2 separate regions of the Xenopus laevis genome follow, and region 2 is linked to region 1. Evidence: chromatin contacts called from public Hi-C data. All regions are on one chromosome and are shown on one strand. The core of a region is the stretch at or near the end of the contact, and the rest is flanking DNA. Distances in the headings are between cores, read along the strand shown.

Region 1 (2,989 bases), core at 433-2,932:
TCCTATTGAGGACACAATAGCCTTGCAATAGGGCCTCCTGGCTGTGTGCGGAGTAAGTGTGGGTAAAGTTGCTCCCTCCAGCATGCATTGAGGCTAAATATGGGTGCTAAATTTAACTAGCCTAGTTTCCCATAGCAACCAATCTGCTCTTTGGTTTTATTTTTTGTCAGGTAGAGGAGTTGGGTCATTTGTCCCCATGGCAGCTCTACTGGTTTGTGTGCAATTGAGGGTGCACTTTTGTGAGTGACAAATCAGGGAGTAGATCAGCCACAGCTCCCAGTTAGTGGTAAAGTCATTTGTGACATTTAATCAATCTGCTTTCAAAATGGGATGGGGCAAAGTTACTGGTCACATGACACGGGGATGGTGCCTCCTGTACAGTGCGGAGCAGGGGCCGTGGGCAGAATGAGGTCAGTGGGCGCCAGGGTGGGGGCTGCCAGGGAAACATTGATCTCTTTTCTGCTGGGTCAATTGGACTTGTGATATTGTGCTTGAGTGGGTCACTGGCACAGGGTTGCCCTTCCCATTGTGCCCCGGGCCACACATGAAGAACATTATGGGCCCCTAAGGCCAATGAATGGCAATAAACAAGGCAGCTGTTAGAAGTGATAGGGCCCAGATTCTGGCAGAAGGTAATAGCACTTGGGATACAGGAGGGCCACATACTGGGCTACACAGTACAAAACTTGCACCCCCATGGGCCCCTGTGACACTAGGGCACCATGCCAAGGTGACATTTCATCACGTCTGGTTGTGGAACCAACTTGCAGGGTCCGTTATGGGGCACATGGCCCTGAGGATTGGGAAGGTACCAGGCCCGTGACTCTCCTGTCGTTGTGATTCCTGTGACCCTTAGGGAAATGCCCTGCAGAAGGCAGAGCTTAGGGTTCCCCAGAATATTCATACGTAGGTGTGCCCATTCCCTAACCTGGTGACCCACCATGTGCCCCGGGGCACAACTCACAGCTACAGATATTTTGTTCCATACATTTGTCCCATTGTAACCAAGGTGCCTATGAAAATGCCCCAAATCAGCCCCAACTAAAGTAACTCTGATCCCCGTTGGTACCCAGCCTACCCATTGGGCTGGCAACTTCTCTGTGCAGCATCTTGTCTCATTTGTCTTTCTTCCCTGTTAGGTGCCGCCCAGAGGGCCCCAATGAGCAACACTGAGGATCACCCTTATAACTGCCAGGCCGCCGCACACACATAGAGAGTAAATAAACTAAAGCTTAGGCACAACAGGGTGGGGCAACTCAGCAAGGGGCCCGGGGGGGGTTGTGTTGGGTACAAACAAAAGCTGAGTGGAATCGATTAGACTTACCTGCTCCCAAACACTCACACTGGAGGGGGCACCTATTGGCCATGCAGGATAATAAATCCCATGAGAAGTGCCCCTGCGAGTCTGTCCCTGCAAGTCTATCCCTGTGAGTCTGTCCCTGTTAGTCTGTCCCTGTGTTTATCTCTGTCCCTGTGTTGCTGTTTTGTGTGTTTAGTGGAAACACTGCTCAATACAGCAGATTGATTGGTGGTTGGGGCTGGATGGGGGGGGTGGAGGGTGTGGGCCCCGCTGCCAATGAGCCACTCAGACAATCCAATTGTCCTCTGTTTACAGTAAAGTTTGGAACAGAAAATAAATCATCTCTGGGGCAGGAACCAGCCGGACATAATCCAGAGAGAGAGAAAGAGAGAGAGAGGAACCCACAGGAGCACCTGTCCCACAGCACTCGGGGACCCCAGAGCTACACACATAGGTGAGTCCATACAGGGCAGAGGCACCTGGCACCTAGTGGGCAGAGGAGGCTGAGTGTGAGTGCAGAGGAGAGAGGGCAGAGATAGAATGCTGAGGAAGCACAGAATAGGCTGAGTATGAGTACATAGGAACAAAGAGTTTAGAGAGAGTGTAAGTACAGAGGGGGCAGAGAGAGGCTGAGTGTGAGTGCATAAAATAGAGTGTAAGATGAGTGAGAGTACAGAGGAGGATGAGTACAGGGTAGAGAAGGCAGAGTCTCAATGTTGAGGAAGCACAGAATATCTGAGTATGAGTACAGAGGAACAGAGAGTGGAGTGTGAGTGCAGAAGGGCATAGAGCAGGCTGAATCTGAGTGCAGAGGGCAGAGAGAAGCTGAGTTTGAGTGCAGAAAACAGAGTGTAGGACAAGTATGAGTACAGAGGGGCAAAGAAAGGCTGCACTCTTTTTCTGAGTGCAGAAAAGAGAGTGTAGGGTGTAGGGTTGCCACCTTTTCTGGAAATAAATATCAGCCTTCCTATATATTTATCTTTTTTCCCTATTAATAACAATGGGATCAACCATCATTTTTACCGGTTAGGCCGGTAAAATACCGGCCAAGTGGCAACTAGGGCGATTGTGAGAACAGGGGGCAGAGAGAGAGGCTGAGTGCAGAAAAAAGAGTGTAGGGCGAGTGTGAGTACAGAGGGGTAGAGAGAGGTGCTGAGTATAGAAAAGAGAGTGTAGGGTGAGTGTGAGTACACAGGTAAAGCAGGGAGGCTCATGGGTACCAGGGAATGTGACTGATATGGTTGTGTTGGTATTGGAGCCACTGTTGTACAGGTGAGGGGAGCACTTGTGTGATCATCCAATAGGAAGTGGGGTGTATCTGTGTAATGGGGCTCATATATTTGCAGGGAGGGGATACGGTTGTATTTGGGTCATCGGGATCATCAGGGAAGATGAAGGGAGTGAAGGCTGAGGATGTTCATCATTTCCTACTAAACACGGTAACACTTGTCCCCCTATTCCCCCCCAACCCTGTCTCTATCGGCTGCTACTGAGAGTGAAAAGGAGAGAATTTGGCTAAAGTAACAATTATTATACCCTAAGTGACACATAAGGCGCCTTTCTCAAGTGTAACATTAAGCAGAACATAGTGACCTGACTAACTACCCCACACGTCAGTTACATAATTAGTCCAGTTTAGTGTCGGTGCTCCCATGGGTGATAATTAGAGGTCAGAACGTATCCATGAAA
Region 2 (2,923 bases), core at 373-2,872, 59 kb after region 1:
GCAACTATTTTTGGTGTGCTTCTGGATTTTGTCTATATACTGACTTTTGTCCCCGTGCAAGGAAGGGGATTTCTGGTTGAGCACCCAACACTTTCAACAAGTGGAAACCTCACAGGTAGAGCATTCCATTATGGTGCAGCAGGGACTCTTTTTTATGTCACACTGTCACCTTCCCCTTCTGCCAGGGTCACTGCCCCCCATCTCTATCATCTATCTTATCCCCCATTTATATCCTCTATCTTATCCCCCATCTTTATCCTCTACCCCCCTCTCTATCCTCTATCTTATCCCTATTTCTATCCTCTCCCCCCGTCTCTATGCTCTGCCCCCTATCTCTGTACTCTGCCCCCCATCAGGTGGATGGGGAACAGGGATGCAAGGAGGGGAGGAGGTGGGGGTTGATTTGCTCTGGGCCCCACCACAAATGTATCTCACCTCCCCCATCTCCTTCAATGTCACCCCCCTTCTATATTCTCCCTCTCCCCCATGTGTCTGTGTCTTCCATTGTCTGTATGTTTCTCACATGTCATTTCCACTTCTGCCTGTGCCCCCCAAATCTCTCCCCTGCACCACAGACATCAGGAGAATAGTATGGGGGAGGGGCCATGTGAACTCAGGGTCATGTGACCTGGGACTTTATTACAGAGATTATGGGAACATTGTGTTCTTGCTCTTCCTCAAGTGCAGAGGGCAGATCCCTAAGACTTTGCCCGGAATGTAACAAACTGCCTCCTCCCTGCACTGCTTTAACCCTTACACTCCCAGCACCCCAAATTGAATCTTTATACACTTAATCCTTGCACAGCTGGAGGAGCCCATTATCTGATTCTGCCCCACATGCCCCCATCTGGGTCTTTATAGGCACCAGGAGATAATTCCCTCCCCATGGGGCCAATAATGAAAGGCTCAAATTCCCCTTTATCTCCCTGGGGTGTCGTTAATCAGATGCATGAGCCCCAATACTTTGCAGCTCTGTGACTGGCTGTCAGCTCTGCAGTCTAATGGATAACAAGCAGAAGTGCCAGGAGTTGCCCTTTTTCCTTGATTGGCCCAGGGCCAGGGCAGGTTACTGGGTGCACATGGCAACTCACGTCACTCAGATAAATTTCCATTGAATCCGCTCCCCTTCAACGGGAACATTCCCGGGGGGGGGGGGGCAGATACAGATACAGATACTGGAAAATCAGTGAGACAATGGAACTGGGAGCAGAGTATTTGCTAATGATTTGCTTTCTCACTCCCTGCACTCCCTGCACCCTCTGCACCCTGCCAACTACATGCACTTATCTGTCTACTCAGCTCCATGTCAGTGATACATGGCCTGTGGCCCAGTTACACCTTGTCCCCCCCACAAAGGCTGCCCCCTCACCTACACAAACTGATATGGCAGAACAGATGCCAGTGCAGGCTGCAGCGTGTATGCAAATAAAGTGAAGCCCACAGCATGGCAGTCACTGTGAGTCTGGTATAAGGGGGGTGGCTGGACATGAGTGGGGCCCTTGCAGATTTGATTCCATGTGACTGGCCCACAGCAGACATCATTGGGGAGCAGCACAAATGAACATGGGGGTACAGTCATTATAAATCACTGAGTTAATGGGGGGGTGCTGGGGCTCAACAAATGGGGGGAAACGTCTCTTGGATCCAATGTGTTGGAGAATAAAGTGTTATTATAATCAGATAGACTCTGGCGCACAAGTTACCGGGTTGCTATCCTCCATAGAATCCCCTGCAACTGTCTCCCTGTTCTGAGACTACAACTCTCTTCCTTTACTGTCTGTGATCCAAGTACAACTTGACACCATAAAATCCTGAGGAACCTGTGTTTTCTGTACAGCGGCCCCTTCCAGCGCCTCACCCTATCCAGTCCTAGTACAACACTGCCCCCAGGTGGGAACCTACTGAATTGTGCCAGTCCCAGCACAGATATCTGAGCTGAATGGAAGGTGTCAGTCTCTGAGCAGCTCTGGTAGGGCGCTGCCCCCTGCTGGCTACTTGCGGTATTACCTGTATTACCTGTCCCCGCAAAGGTACAAGAGAGATTCCCTTTATGGAGGGCATGGCAGGAGACTGTGGCTGGCAGGAGAGCCATTTAAAGTCCAGGAATTGTATGTACAACACACAAAGGTGGAGAGCAGTATAGTATATGAAATATATGGGCATCTGATCCAGATGTCACTGCTACAATCATTTTATAAACACAAGAAGCCTGGTTTTACCGTTCTACTATGTTCACTCTTCTTGCCTCCTTTCTCTCTCACCTCCATTCTCCTCCATTCTCCCCCATTCTTTAGGGGAAGCATGGCAGGGATGAGCATGGCAGGAGAGCTATGGCAGATTTAACAACTTAAAGTCCATCAAGTTAAAGTACAGAAATTTTAAGTACAACATATAGAGTTAGACAGAGTTGGGCAGCAGTTGAACAGAAGTTGGACTGAAAACTCTCAGCAAACATAGGACATCTCATCAAGACATCACTTCTCATCAATACTTCTATCAGGGCCGGAACTAGGGGTAGGTGGAGTAGGCACTTGCATAGGGCGCAAAGCTGGGGGGCGCCAGGCATGTACCTGCTCTGTCGCCTACCCCATGTCCGGTCGCATCTCTCCCCTTGTATTTGCGCACAAGCAAATTCGCGCATGCGCACAAAAGTACCGGCTCACGCTCAGTCAGCGCCACCCTGGAGAAGTTGCCTAGGGCGTCTGTTGGGGCTGGCCCGGCCCTGACTTCTATAAAATAAGCCTGATTATACCATTTAACTATGTTTAAGTTGATTGCTTTCTTTTTCTCTCTCTCCTCTATACTTCTGCATATATCCTCTGCACTCCAACATCCATCAAACTATCCTGAAATTGTAATCTCCCCTTCACTGCTCCCATCACCCTCTTTCAATCTAAGCACACTGTTTTGTATTGTTAAATCT

The links. A called contact is a pair of places that touch in the nucleus more often than the background predicts.
Region 2: a Hi-C map of the XTC cell line shows a contact between it and region 1, with 2.7 times the contacts expected there. The contact joins the enhancer-like site here to the promoter of mab21l3.S in region 1. A contact is called at or near these places in 3 of 4 Hi-C or Micro-C datasets (the XL177 cell line, the XTC cell line and animal cap).

The regions. Positions count from the first base shown.
Region 1 is chr2S:29,255,684-29,258,672 of Xenopus_laevis_v10.1, forward strand. It overlaps mab21l3.S (mab-21-like 3 S homeolog), which reads left to right and starts at 1,683. Exons shown (of 7, transcript NM_001092422.1): 1 at 1,683-1,754; 2 at 2,647-2,739. The coding sequence starts at 2,692. casq2.S (calsequestrin-2) reads right to left here and starts at 1,464. Exons shown (of 11, transcript XM_018249026.2): 1 at 1,325-1,464.
Region 2 is chr2S:29,315,104-29,318,026 of Xenopus_laevis_v10.1, forward strand. No RefSeq gene overlaps it. Among protein-coding and RNA genes, the nearest start is that of LOC108709305, 19 kb to the right of the region's middle. Within about 2 kb of position 1,623, at least 2 of the 7 cell types and tissues checked have an H3K27ac peak or open chromatin away from gene starts, as enhancers often do.